5 separate regions of the Mus musculus genome follow, and regions 1, 2, 4 and 5 are each linked to region 3. Evidence: chromatin contacts called from public Hi-C and targeted proximity ligation data. All regions are on one chromosome and are shown on one strand. The core of a region is the stretch at or near the end of the contact, and the rest is flanking DNA. Distances in the headings are between cores, read along the strand shown.

The links. A called contact is a pair of places that touch in the nucleus more often than the background predicts.
Region 1: a contact with region 3 is called in a Hi-C map of nephron progenitors, with 4 times the contacts expected there. A contact is called at or near these places in 34 of 484 Hi-C or Micro-C datasets (the 63-12 cell line, the AML12 cell line, B cells and 17 more) and 10 of 130 datasets of targeted methods (the NIH/3T3 cell line, bone marrow-derived macrophages, embryonic stem cells and 3 more).
Region 2: a targeted proximity ligation map of pancreatic cancer cells shows a contact between it and region 3. A contact is called at or near these places in 11 of 39 promoter capture datasets (the 3T3-L1 cell line, the HPC-7 cell line, cranial neural crest and 7 more), 2 of 484 Hi-C or Micro-C datasets (the HPC-7 cell line and nephron progenitors), 9 of 130 datasets of targeted methods (bone marrow-derived macrophages, embryonic stem cells, forebrain and 4 more) and 2 of 9 other capture datasets (adipose tissue and embryonic stem cells).
Region 4: a targeted proximity ligation map of pancreatic cancer cells shows a contact between it and region 3. A contact is called at or near these places in 1 of 39 promoter capture datasets (pre-B cells), 1 of 484 Hi-C or Micro-C datasets (neutrophils), 10 of 130 datasets of targeted methods (acute myeloid leukemia, astrocytes, bone marrow-derived macrophages and 6 more) and 1 of 9 other capture datasets (adipose tissue).
Region 5: a targeted proximity ligation map of extraembryonic endoderm stem cells shows a contact between it and region 3, with 3 times the contacts expected there. A contact is called at or near these places in 2 of 39 promoter capture datasets (the 3T3-L1 cell line and hippocampal neurons), 4 of 484 Hi-C or Micro-C datasets (cranial neural crest, extraembryonic endoderm stem cells, myocytes and 1 more), 4 of 130 datasets of targeted methods (embryonic midbrain, extraembryonic endoderm stem cells, pancreatic cancer cells and 1 more) and 3 of 9 other capture datasets (adipose tissue, liver and pancreatic islet).

Annotation. Positions count from the first base shown.
Region 1 is chr19:24,697,921-24,700,620 of GRCm38.p6, forward strand. The region is part of intron 10 of Pgm5 (phosphoglucomutase 5); the gene reads right to left. Among named protein-coding and RNA genes, the nearest start is that of Gm38581, 7.9 kb to the right of the region's middle.
Region 2 is chr19:24,672,504-24,675,295 of GRCm38.p6, forward strand. It overlaps Tmem252 (transmembrane protein 252), which reads left to right and starts at 1,505. Exons shown (of 2, transcript NM_183160.3): 1 at 1,505-1,840. The coding sequence starts at 1,566.
Region 3 is chr19:24,279,323-24,282,043 of GRCm38.p6, forward strand. Fxn (frataxin) reads right to left here and starts at 1,268. Exons shown (of 5, transcript NM_008044.3): 1 at 1,085-1,268. The coding sequence starts at 1,243.
Region 4 is chr19:24,572,043-24,574,919 of GRCm38.p6, forward strand. No RefSeq gene overlaps it. Among named protein-coding and RNA genes, the nearest start is that of Gm50341, 17 kb to the left of the region's middle.
Region 5 is chr19:24,015,620-24,018,460 of GRCm38.p6, forward strand. The region is part of intron 2 of Fam189a2 (family with sequence similarity 189, member A2); the gene reads right to left. Among named protein-coding and RNA genes, the nearest start is that of Fam189a2, 14 kb to the right of the region's middle.

The DNA.
Region 1 (2,700 bases), core at 166-2,665, 420 kb after region 3:
CTCTTTTCTCCTCCCTGAGGAACTGTGGAGGCCTAGGCAAGGACCTTCATTGCCTCCATGTTAGAAGCACCACCTTGTCCCTTCAAGCCAGCCCTTCCTGAGGTCAACCTGGACTGGTGACACTGCTTATCTTGGGGAGAGTTAACAGGCTCTCTGTACAGTTGTTCTCCCAGAGCCTGTTTTGCACAGCTGATGTCCCTGTCTGTATCGCCTAGAGGATGCTGCTTTCTAACAGGGCTAGTCAGCTGGAAGAGATCTGGAGACAAAAGGGGTCAGAATTAGGCTTCACTTCCTGCTAGTCTGGAATTGTAGCACTAGAGGATAAGACCTAGGAAGATGGGTTGGTTTTAAGTAATTCTGTGCCAGACTGGAAGGTACTCTGGGTACACCAGGGCAGTTTTCAGAGGTGGCAGAGCATCTCCATGTTTTTTGTACCTGCAGTCCAACACCATAGCACCAGAGGATGGGAAGGGAACCCACAGCCAAGGAGTCTTCCCTGCAGTGCAAAGCCATCAGTGGGGTTCCTGGAGGGCCACTATGCACTTTATGTGTCCTCAGTCACAGGAGCATGGTTCTTCTCACGTTCTGTGCCTTTAAGACTCAGCTGTCATACAAACCCTTAGTGTTTTAAATAATTGCTCTTCTCCTTGTAATGCGAGTTGTGCTAGACTGTCTACCAACAAATTTAGCAAGACTTCCGTGTCTTGGAAAAACATCAAATTAGAAGTTTCTTCACCTCATCCAGGGCTTATTTTGAGTCTCGCAGCTTAGCTAAGATAGCATGCAAAGAAAACAAGCTCACTTGTGGATTGACACTGAGGTAAGGTTTCTATGGAGATGCAAAGTGAAACTGGTCTTCCTGTTTTCCTTTCTGTGAATTGACCTGGAAAGCAGAAATAAATCTTCCGAGGGCCTCGGAGACAACTTTTTTTCTTGGGTTGTTTTCTGTGCTCTTGGTAATTTTCCAGCTGTAGGAAGAAACAGCGGAGGCTAAGGAGCCCTCGGAAGTACATGATAGTTGGGTTGGCATTTGAGGATTTATCTGGAAGGAAGGCCAAGCCTGCTAAGCAGAGGGAGAAATAAGGATCTCAAAGGCCAGCCACTAAAGGCTTCTCTGACTTTTAAGTACATGTGAGTCACCTGCAAGCTTATGACAGTGCAGATCTGTTCAGTGGATCTGAGAGGAGGCATGAGTCTGCAATTCTAAGCAGCGCCTGTTGCCTCCAACCAAGAATCCTTTGGGTTGGGAAATTTCCAAGTAGTTTGATAAACAATAATTATACTTGTTTTATAATTCCTTATCATTTTTTCCTAGCTAAAAGTGAATTTTCAATAACTGCAAATCCCTGAGCCCTGTCAATATGACTTAGACAATGTTAACACAAGCGGAAGTGAACAGCTTGAGTCGCTGAAACAAACACCCACAGACTGAAGAACAGCAGGACACGTCCAGCTGCAGGATCTCAGGACTGCATCATCAAAGTGTCTCAGCATTTTGGGAACACCACACTGGCCATCCTGACCCTAGGTTATGCTTAAGAGCAAAGGATAGACATTGAGGACAGACTCATTGCTTGTGGTGGATCCTGAATTTGGAAGTGAGTATGGGAGTTACCATTTAAGGCATCTGTCCCTCACAATCCTGCAAGGGAAGTTTGTTCACACCAGTGTAGCTTGGGCAGCTGGAGAAGTGCCCGTCCGTGTTCTAACAGTTTGACACAGACGGCAACTAGACTTTTCTTTCTCCATTTCATTTAATCCTTTTTTTCTGGCGTAGGTAAAATATTTTTCCTCTAAAAATCATGTCAAAGCTACTGCTTAAAAAGAAGGAAGAAAGGAAGAAAGGGAGAAGGGGGACAAGGAGGAGGAGGAGGCATAGGAAAAAGAGGAGGAGGAGGAAACTTTCCAATAGGAAACAAAATACCTGAAAATTTAGACTTCAAAAAACATTTTAAAGCATTTCCCTGTTTGGTTATAATCAAAAGCTAAGATGTTTAATCTCATTAGGCCAATTTTGCAGATTTTGAAAAATCTTGAAATTTATCCAGATTCACAAACACACATAAGTACTAGTGTAATTTTGCTTTTTAAAAATATTTCACTTATTTTTATTTTATGTGTATTAGTATTTGTCTAAGCATATGTCTATATACCACATACATGCAGTACCTACAGAGACCAGAAGAGGGTTCTTGGATCCCCTGGGACTAGAGTCACAGACAGCTGTGAATTGTCATATAGATGCTTAGAATTGAATCCAGGTCACCTGGAAGAGCAGCCAGTGCCCTTACCCACAGATCCCTCTTCCCAGCCCTGTAATTTTACCTTTTATAAGATAAAATCTTCAGACAAAGACATTTGGATCTATGCATCACTAATGTCACAGGAACCTGTGCAGCTGTCACGTTCAGAAGGCTCACATGATGCAGTCCCTGATCTGAACCTGGCCTCTACTCAGGCTGGGTATAGCCTATGAACTAAACATGATTTTATGCTATTAACTGATTTTTAAAAAATTATCCAAAGACATCCTGACATGATAAAATTTGAAATCCAAGTTTTGGTCTCCACAAACGTGATTCTCTTGGGATCCCAGCCTCTCTGTGTTGCTCATATAGACCTGGTCTGGAAATCAGCAATTCAGTTTTCAGGTCAGCAGTAGCAGCTTGATCCACTCACAAACACTTCACAGATACACCA
Region 2 (2,792 bases), core at 255-2,754, 390 kb after region 3:
GGTTGGAATTGAAGCTAATACGTGTAGGGGTCAGTAGGCAGAATGGGGGGGGGTGCCTGCAGTTGTTTTTTGAACTGCAGTGTCTTCCTGTCTCTCCTAGCCCTAACTCAGAGGTGGAGCTAAGGAAACGTCGGGAACAAGGCTAAAGAATATAAGTATAAATACTGTGACTCTGCACAAATAAACATTTTCCTGTTGGAAAAGCAAACGACCAGGGATGACAATGGAGGAATGTGGGAAGCCTCTAGGAAGTGACTCAGGAGCCCCAGTGGGGAGAGAAGTCTCTTGGTGTGGTGTGGACGTGCCAAGGCACCAAATAAAAGAAAGGTAGGAAGTACAGCCTGAGGCAGGTCTGCAGTGAGGAGTTTATAACCACAGACTGAGTGCAGAAGGTAGCTCCTAGACCGTTCCTAGGGCAATGTGACACAGAGCAGAGACGCAGGGAAAGAGGGCAAGGGACATGGTTTGGCAGCATCTGCTAAGATACATTTTACCTAAGACATATTTTAGGGGGAAGGTTTCAGATTTTCTTACAGCCTTTCATCTGTCACTGTGCCCTGTGAGACCGTGTGGGGGCCAAAGAGTAGGGTGTAATAGGAGAAATTTATGATGTGTACTCTCTTGGTATACATGATAGCTATATCATGCTAGAGCGTTATGAGGACAATGCCCTTAGGTCAAATGCCTATGGATTTTTTTTTTTTTTTTTTTTTTTTTTGAGAGCAGGGAGAGACTTGGGTGAAACATATATAATGAACCAGGAATGGTAGCCTGCACTAAAGTCACACAGAATAAATACTTAACTAGCACCCGTCAGTCAGAGGGGACGATGGGTTGCAATATCTGCACCCCAACAACGGGAAAATTTGGCAGCAGAATTCAAACAGCAGTTATTACACCAGGTGCCACCACCCCCGGCCCCGGTCCTTCTCCAGTGTGCTCCCTCTCCTTCTGGAATTCTCTTCTATCAACAGAAAGATCACTTCCTGGCCTGCTCCCATGGAATTTTCCCAGAATCAGAGTATTGGGACAATGAAGGGTAGAGTCACTGACGTAGGCAAAGACAGAGCGCTAAGAGCCTTGGCGAAATGTACTTTTAGTACGGAAAGAGAAAATGAAATCAGGAAAGGAGTCTTTGCCAAACAATGAAGGCAAGAGTTTGTAGACAGATGCTAACGTCTTTAACTTTCAGTACAGAGTTCCCTACAGCGAGGGCTGAGAGACCAGTGCCTTCATACTCAAAAAGATTCCGACCTCTCTTCCAATACCTGGGAGCAGCTGAGGTCCCACCCACCAACCAGGAACATACTGGCTACCCACAACCTCCCCTTCCCCCCCCCCCCCCCCCCCCCCGAGGACACAATGTTATGTTTCTAGGTTCCCCCTGGAGGATGTTACAGTAACTTCCAGTGGTTAATGAATAGCTTCCCGGTGCCTGCTTCATTTAATTGTTCAAAGGCCATTTGTTCCTGTATATAAGGCTGTGACCTGGCTAGTGAGTGCTCTTCCCCCAGCAGGCCTGGAAGCAGAGGAGTGGCAGGATCAGAGGGGCTCCAAGAAGAAGGATGCAGAACAGGACTGGGCTGATCCTGTGCGCCCTCTCCCTCCTCACCGGCTTCCTGATGATTTGCCTGGGTGGCTTTTTCATCTCCAACTCCATCTTCCACTCCCAGAGGAATCTGGTTGTGGCCTACGTGCTTCTGCCCATGGGGTTTGTGATCCTTCTGAGTGGAATTTTCTGGGGCACCTACCGCCAAGCAAATGAAAACAAAGAGATGTTCAACCACGTGCTCAGACAGCACCTCGCTTTCCAGGACCTGCCCCTGGCCACTGTAGACAGGTACGTGCTGAGCTGAGCGCCAGAGGGCATGAGAAGGGTTGAGAGGAGTCATGGTGTGGGAAGGGGAGTGAAGCACAGGCCCATAGTGGATCCACTTACAGGAGGCTATGAAGCTAGGCTCAAAATTCCACCATTGGGCAATTTGCTCTGGGGCTGTTGTGCGTGGTGGGGAGCGGGGCTGCCTTTGGGGAAAACAACGACGTAAGAGGAAATTGTCTTAGGGTAAGATCCTCATGCCCACAGTAAAAAGTCACATAAACAAATTAAGGGGCACAATCCCTAGATTCTTCCTATGTTTGGGGGTGGGGGTGGTAATTTTAGTTAAAGGCAGGTGATGATTAGATGGTCCTGATAGCCTGGTTACTGGGTTATAAAGAAAGTCCCAGACCAAGTTCTACCCACAATACATGAGCAAGCAGACCAGACGTCAAGTCAGTCCAGCAACTTCTGTGACTAAGGGACGTTCTAGATGACTGACCTTTTAAGTGTTCTGATCTCACCTCTTATGAAGGACATATTCAAGGCAAGATGATAACATGCCCATCGATGATACAAAACCAAACGGCAGCACGGATACACACAGACGGCATTATTACTTGGCCTTAAGACAGACCACATTAATTGATATGTGCCGTAGATATTTAGACACTGAAAACATTATGGCAAGTGACACCTGCCAGACAGAAAGGACGGCCACTGTACTATTTCTGCTTACACCATGAGCTACCAGAGCCACTTACACCACAGCCATTTATACCAATCCTTAGCAGCTATCACAGCTGCTTACACTAAGTAGCTACTGCAGACAGGAAGCAAAACAGTAGTCCCAGGCCTGGGGGTTGTGTGTGGTGGGGGGGGGGGGCGGGGAGAAATGAAGAATTATTATTTAATGATTATAGGGCTGTAGTTTGGGATACAAACTACAATCTAGGGATTGTAGGGATAGTTTTGC
Region 3 (2,721 bases), core at 18-2,517:
AGTAAACATCCAAGAAAGTGTTTGAGGAAGCATGGGTTACAGGTTCGGCCCTTCAAACCCTAGCCGTCTCTCTCTCTGACCAGTCCACTTTTGTTTGTTTTGTTTTTAAACTTTCTTTTTCAGTGTTATAGAAAGAACCCAAGAACTCTTGAACGCTAAGTGACCATGTCACTGCTGAGCTACAAAGCTAGCCCTATTTTTATTATTGTTTTTTATTTTAATGACAGGACCTCAAGAATCCTAAGCTGGGTTTAAACCTGTAGACATTATTATCCCACAGCCTACTCCACCTTTGTCCATAGCTCTCCCCTTCCTAGAATGCTCCCCAGACCCGTTCTTTGGCATCTATCACGGCCCTCTCCGGAAAGCCTTCCTTCACCCTACTGCTGTCTTTTCAAGCCACGGAGTAACAGATTCTGTTCTTTGCATCTACTAAGAACCGAGACTTATCTGAAGTGCTAAGGCCTTTGCGAATACAGTTTAATTCTCCCGCCAAAATCGCAAAATGGGTGTTACCCTTTAATCTCCTCGGAACAGAAAGCCAAGCCCTGCCCCCAGACAGTTAGGGTCTCCCCAAGGTCACAGGGCTCTCCAGCGCCGCGCAGTCAGAACGTGGAACCAAGATCCCCTCATTTTCCAAAAGCTGGACTCTAGGGCTCTGCTGCTACACCTGTGATCCCAGCAGAGAGGAGGCAGGAGGATCACAGGATTGAAGCCACTTTGGGGTACTCAGCCAATCCTAGGCTAGCCAGGGATACAGAGTGAGGCAAACAAGCAACAAAAAGCCCTGCTCAGAGCAACTCCACAACCCCATTAGTCTCACGCCCTGAAAAAGGCAACTTCGGAGTGCACACAATAATAAACACGCCCTGCTGCACACGCTATACATCCTGTGTTAATTACGGAAACTCGTCTTTTCCCATCCCCACCGCCAAGGTCCGAAGCCCGCGCAAACACCGCGCGCGCCCTGCACCCAAACGCGCGCGCAACCAGAGCGACTCGGCGCGTGCGCGCTGCGCGTCCCCGGCATAGGGGCGGGCGCGGCCTGCGCTCCGGTGTGCGGCCCGGCGAAGCGCGTACTCACGGCGTGGCGGGTGGCGCCGGCGTTGACTGTGACATGTAGGCCTCGGCGGCCGCAGGTTACGATCGGTTCCCTCCAGCGCGGGTTCCCGACCCAGGCGGAGGCCCGGGACGCCGTCCGGGGCAGCAAGCCCACGGCTGCGCGACCTCCGAACGCCCACATGCTACTCCAGCTCCGCGGCCGCTCCGCCCCGCGCGAGGACTCGGTGGTGCCACCTGGTGGCCGTGCCCCCCCCCCGCCCCCCCCCGCCCCCCCCCCCCCCCGAGCGCCGCGGCTGGGCTCCTGCGCGCAGGTCCAGCACTACAGCCCTGTGCAGACCTTTAACCAGAACCCAGAACCTGCTCTGCGCCAAACTCGCAACGTATCCCTTGGGCAGCACTAGTGTGTAAACACTGACCCCTGCAAGTTTATTCGCTGACAACAATTTTACAGAGTGGTAGTGGGTGATTCTGAAGATACGCTGGTGATCAAAATAGCTTTGCTTAAAAAACAAAACAAAACTAGTTCTAACAGCTAGCTTCAACTGCCCGATCATCTCAAATTCCGCATCTCTTAGGCAATAGAAGTACCAGGCAGCATGAATGGAGGAGGGGCTTCCGTAGCCCCAGGCTCAGCCGAGGAACTATTGGTTGCTGATGGCTATAGGATGAGGGAGGGTGAGTTTTCTTCTGGGATATGGCCTCTGATTGGCTGTCCTAGCTCCATGGGGATGGTCCTACACTGTATACACTGTTAGGGCTAAGTGGAGTCGGTTTAAAAAAAAAAAAATTCAGAGCGGTGGTAGTGTACACCTTTAATCCCAGCACCCGAGAGGCAGAGTCAGGTATATGGAGTTCGAGGCCAGCTTGAGCTACATAGTGAGTTTCAGAACAGCCGGAGCTACATAGTGAGACCTAGTCAAAATAAATAAGTAAATAAACAAATAAACACATAAATAAATAAAAATTTAAAAAGGAACATAAAATTGGGAGGAGGGGTGGGGTGGTTCGGTAGGAGTTGGGAGTGGCAGGTGAGTTTGATCGAAAACACATTGTATACATGTATGGGATTCTGAAACAACAGTAGGAATAAGGAAGTGCCCGGCTGAAGTACCCGAATGCTTCTTGGATGAGGAGTAGTCAGGACTGGTGATTGGTTCTCCTCATAGCTGTTTTTTTTTTTTTCCCCCCCAGCAGCCCCAACAGGTTCCTCACACTCCTGGTAGTTCTCCTGGCTTTTATGTCAGTGTGAGAAGGAGTCTGTGCATTGTCTCGGGTTGCCATTATGACACTGGAGAACTCTGAGCTTCAAGAGTTAAGAGACAGTGTCAGAGGAGTCTTTTGCCTCCAGGGTCTCAAGAAGGATTGAATGACAGCAGCGGTCAGCAGCAAAGCGTTTAAGAACATCCTCCATGTACCACCTGACTTGGGATACTATTGCTTCTGATTTCCCACAAAAAGCCACAAAGGAAAGGGGAAGTTTGTAGTGACTGCTAATGCAACCCTCCCCCTCTCTCTTTCTCTCTCTCCTTCCTTCCTCTCCTTCTCCCTCTCTGACCTGTAGCTAATTTTCAGATATGGAATTGGAAGCCCTGACATATTAAGTGACTCCCCCCTGATTGAAGGGGAGTTAGAACCCTGGCTTCCTGATTTCTGGTCCGA
Region 4 (2,877 bases), core at 144-2,643, 290 kb after region 3:
GGCAGACTGACGACCACTGGGATTTTCCAGGCTCAACTCCCGTGACCTGCATGCAGCTCACTCCTGAAATACTGGGTCGGAAAGGAAACCCGAAATAGCCACCAAAGGGTGTTTAGTGTTTAGGGAAAAAAAAGAAAAGAAACTTCTGCTACTTGGGCGGTCTCTGGGGTTCTGGTTCCATGTTCATTGTGAGATCTAAGAGACCTCTTAAGGCTTAGGCAAAGGGGAAACAATCATTGTGATAAAAGTTACTATGAAATATTACAGGCATACAAGGCTTAACAATAATATAATAAATAACTACCACGCTGGGCAGGCTTGATAAGAATTTTTTTTTAAAATACCTCACTTACTTTGGGAATTCTTAACTGAAAGAACCAAAATAAGAAAATACAGACACGGTGTGGCCCTATCTGCCTGCTCCTTTCCTCCCCAGTGGCAGTTAGTAAAATGCCAGAGTTCACTTTTCTACATGTTATTTTCCTTTATGAATTAAAAAAAAATGTACAAGGCAAAGGGGTTTCACCATGACATTTTAATATTGGTGCTTAATCCAATCACATTCACTCTTGTTATCCTTTCTTAACCCTCTTCTTCCTTCCCTCCCCTCACACCCCTAAAAGTCTTCTTATGTTCATGTCTTTCCCCAACAAACTACATATGAAAGAAAACCTTTATAACTTATCTTTCTGGGTCTGGCTTGCTTTACTTAACACAATGACTTCTAGTGCCGTGCATTTTTCTAAAAGCCAGCAAACAAACGAAGAAACAAACAAACTGTAATTTCACTCTTATTTCTTCATGCATACCAGGCAGGTGCATAGTAAATTGATTTAATCTGTGTCCAGATTAACTAAGGGTGTGGCCCACACAACCCAGTTTCTCCAACAAAAAGGAGGGGACCTCAGCATTTCCCTGAATCAACCTTTACTCTGTCATGCTCAACTTTGACACATGACTTTGTAGGGAAGGATCTGAAAAATTACCATAGGCTAGACTCTACCCCAGTGACTCTCAACCCTCTTAATGCTGTGACCACTTAACACAGTTCTGATGATGTGGTGACTCCCAGCCATAAAGTTATGTTACTACTTCTTCATAACTGTGATTCTGTTACTGTTATGAGTCATAATGTAAATATCTGATACGCAGGATGTCTGATATGTGACCCCAACTGTGTTTTGACCCACAGGTTGAGAAGCGCTGCTCTGTGCAAGAATACTGAAAGAATTGTAGGTAAACAGAGGCTTTACTTTCAGTAAACAGGATGGAGTGGAGAATTTAGTAGATTTGATTTCTTATTTACATCCAAGACTCAAAGGCTAGCCCTCAGCCTAATGCCTCACAAATACCATCCAGAAAGAATAAATGGCTCAAGAAAATAGGGATTGCCACATAGTCCTGGCTCATCTAGGAGAAAGGCAGATGGGGGAAGAAGCTGAGCCTGCAGGCTGGGGAAAGTGGAGAGCAAGTACCTGTGCGATTGAGTAAAACCACCCAACCTAGCAGAGGATGGCTGTCTGACAAACGGGCCCAGATTAAGCCCTCATGGAGTGATTTGGAGAGTGGATAAGAGACAAGACTAAGGAGCGAAGCTTGTTTTGATGCTCTAGAAGCAACAGATTATCAATACTAGTTAAACATATCAGGTGCTTTAATACGTCATTCTTAGTCTCCATGCCAACCTTCTAGAGAAGCATCCTTGATCCTTCATTAGACATGCAAACAGCAGTGGCTCCAAGAATACTAGTGTGGCCTCCTCTATCTCCCTTCAAATGCCAGCTGCTTTCAGTTAGATCTGCATGCCTCCCAGTTTGTGCCAGATAGCCAGAGAGTACCTGCTAAGCTACCAGCTGAGATTTGTCAGTAGGTGGGAGGAAGCCCTTTGTCTACATTCTCCTAAGACCCATTGATTCCTTCAAAGTCTTGCTTACAGGACTGTTAGCCCCACTTCAGCCCATCAGTGCTGTGTTTGAATGGAATTTCTCATGTCTGGGGAGAGTCAGCCCTCCTTACAGAAGCCTTCCTCACTCATAAGTGAGATCCAAAAGCTGTCCTTCAGGTGGATCACCTCTGCCCCTTCAACCTGGTGACCGCAGGAGCAAAGTGAATGGTACGTGCTGTTGTCTGCTGCTCAGATTTATAACAGCTTGTCCCCAATTGGGGAAGAGACAAGAAAGGATCTTGCCTCTTCTGATGGCAAGGATGTGTCATGCCTGTGTTGCAGCAGCACGTAAGTGGATAGCCACAACTTATCATCCAGGTCCTGGTCCAGGTGGATAAACTCAAGTAATATTTTAAGTTATTAAAAAGCATTTTTCTAACCAGGTGTCTTAGTCAGGGTTTCTATTCCTGCCCAACACATCATGACCAAGAAGCAAGTTGAGGAGGAAAGGGTTTATTCAGCTTACACTTCCCACATTGCTGTTCATCACCAAGGAAGTCAGGACTGGAACTCAAGCAGGTCAGGAAGCAGGAGCTGATGCAGAGGCCATGGAGGGATGTTACTTACTGGCTTGCTTCCCTTGGCTCGCTCAGCTTGCTTTCTTATAGAACCCAGGACTACCAGCCTAGGGATGGCACCACCCACAATGCCTCCCCACCTTGATCACTAATTGAGAAAATGCCTTACAGCTGGATCTCATGAAGGCACTTCCCCAACTGAAGCTCCTTTCTCTGTGATAACTCCAGCCTGTGTCAAGTTGGCACACAAAGCTAGTCAGTACACCAGGTATGTAATCTTTTGAAAGTTCAATTTTTAAAGATTAGTCTTCATCCTCGTGCCTTTTTGAAGAACAAATGTAAAGACAAGGCCCTAAGATTTTCAGGGGTGTGAATTTTTTTCCTTTTATCTTAGCCAGCCCACCCATGTGCCTC
Region 5 (2,841 bases), core at 157-2,656, 260 kb before region 3:
AGACTCCAGTTCTTCAGGGCCTCAGGAAGCGTGACTCTCTAGTTAATCAATCTTGAAGGTTAGTCCTCAAACAAAGCATGTTAGTCTCCCATGATTCTCTCAACAGATGAAGGGCCCCCGGGTCTCTAAGTGCTGGGAAACAGAGCCAGATCCCTGGCCTACCTTATGTAGAGTAAATGAAGGGAGGAATGTATAGTATAGTTAAGCCATTTTGTTCTAACCATTCTAATGAAGCTGGCACAATCAAAGAATCGTTTTTAAGTAGCCACCGTAGTTACCATTTCTTGTCCTCGCTGTGAGGTATAATTTAGGACACCTACAAGTAAGAATGAACAAATGGAACCGGCCGTGCATAGTGGCACAGGCCTTTAATCCCAGCACACAGAAGGCAGAAGCAGGCAGATCTCTGTGAGTTCAAGGCCATCCAGTTTACATGGTGAGTTCCAAGGCCACCAGGGTTATATAATGAGACCTGTTCAAATAAAATAAAATAACTACATGGAATCCGAGATATACATTTGTTTGTTTGTTTGTTTGTTTATTTGTTTGTTTGTTGGGGGCATGCCACAGCATGCATCTGGAGGTCAGAGTGCAACTTGTAAGAGTCTGTTCTTTCCTTCTGCCATGAGTCCTGGGGATCGAGTCAGGCCATCAGGCTAGAACCATCACCCTGGCCCTGAGCCTTTGTTTGTTACATTGATGACAGAGCTTCCTTTACACCAGTATGCGGGTCACATGCACCCCACCTACTCCACACTGACAAGAAAGTAGCATCAGTTCCAACTACCACTTCATGAGCAACCAAAACTCTACTGGGCAGCTGGATGTTCATGGCGGTGATTCTTACTAACGCACTACCGAGGAAAAGCATGTAATTAAGACAATTCTGTTTACTAACTGAGGTACCCATACATGACAATTTTCGAGGCCATCTCTGGAACAGAGTCTGATTTTTTTTTAAACAATTTCAAAACTTTTTGTTAAAATCCAAAAGGAATAAGAAGCAGAAAAATAAGAATATACTTTAAACATGGAAAATGTTAGCCTTTTGTGCAAAATACTTACTCTAGACTGCTACATACAGGCATATGCTTTACCCTAAGGACAACCACAAGTATTTAAAACCTATTCTCCAGCACTATCATTGTCCTGGGCATGGGAGTGCTCTGCTGATAGTAGCCAATGAATGAAGGTCTGGGTTTCCATGGAAACGTGAGTTTGAAGGAACTGGGACAAACTGACCCTCTTTTGTTCAAGCTGATCAACAACCTGAAGTAATCGCAGTCACAATCAGAAGAGGGCACACAAAAGGACTGCTCCTTACAAAGGAACACTCACATGTTCCAGGCTGGTGTGGACATAACTGGAAACGAGGACAGCTGGTCTCCCAAGGGGCTGGATGGGGGCCAATGGCCAGTCTTGCCCCAGCCTCCTCCACACAGCCACAGAAGCATAAGAGTGAACTGGCCCTAGAGCTGGAAGGGGAAGTGAAGAGCCTCCTGGGGAGACACACAGAACCCTAAGCAGCCAGTCCACAGGCTAAGCAGGCTGCCTCAATGCTCTTGGCTAGGTCACTACACTCTGGAAAGCAGGAAGCAGTCATTGGGGTAGCCAGGGAAAGTGCCTCCTCAGGGTGTGGCTGTGGCTGCTGAGCTGAGAGCCAAAGAAACCCACAGCCAAGCACTGGGCTAGGGGAAGAAAGACCTAGGCAAGCAATGCCCAGTATGTGAAGGGGGAGGTGAAGCCAGGAGGTGCCAAAGCTGGACAGCTAAACCCAGATCTGCAAAACAATGCCCCAGGTGCACTGAAGCATCCCTAAAATCCCAGTTCTGGGGCTCAGAGACAGGAGGGTGCAGAGAACAAGGCCAGCCTCAGTTACACATGGAGTTCAAAGTTGAGACTGTCTTGGAAAAAAAAAAAAAAAAAAGGCCCCACTGGTTTCTCTAATGCAACAAGGCCTCTTCCCTACATTGACCTCTGGCACATTCCAACACTCAGGAAGCAAGGGAGGGGAACCTGGGCAACACAGAAAGGAAGGAAAGGAGGGAGGGAGGGGTGCAATACACACCCAAGTGGGGGGAGGGGGAGGGGAGAGTTGAGCCTGTATTACGAAGTTATCTTCTCAAGGCAGGAAAACTAAGCTCCAAAAGGCAGACTTGTGTGGTTCAGAGGAAGAGCCAGGCACAGCTGAAAGGCACTGCCAGTTTCTTTCTACACACATTGTGTTCATTTCTTAAACTAATGTATTTGGTGCAGGGTGTGTGTGTGTGTGTGTGTGAGAGAGAGAGAGAGAGAGGGAGAGGGAGAGAGAGAGAGAGAGAGAGAGAGAGGAGACAGAGACAGAGAGAGATGTGTGTGTGTGTGCACATGTGTGCCTCCAGAGGACAAAGAGGACATCAGATCCTCTGAAGCTGGTGTTCCTGGCAGCTGTGAGCCACCTGGGAATTGAATCCTCTGCAAGAAACACTAAGCCATCTCTCATCTCTCAGCCGCTGCTTCGTTTGTTTGTGTTGGTTTTGTTGCGTAAGAAGAGGTCTTCTAAGTAGTACAGACTGGCCTTGAACTCTCCATGGTCAGCCTCAGCCTCCTAAATGCTGGTTTTACAGGCATGCATCACTACACCTGGCTATAATGCTGTCTTACTAAGATGCATATAAACCCATGTAGCATAGTGACTGAGACTTAACTTATGAGCTGACAGTCTCAGCCTTACCCAGTTGCAAGCCCTTATTTTAAGTTATAAAATCATATCACTTACTTTAAGTTAGATTAATATTTTACAACTAGTCTAGTTCGCTTGTTTCTCTGACAAAACGCTGACTGAAAACAACTAGAGGAAGA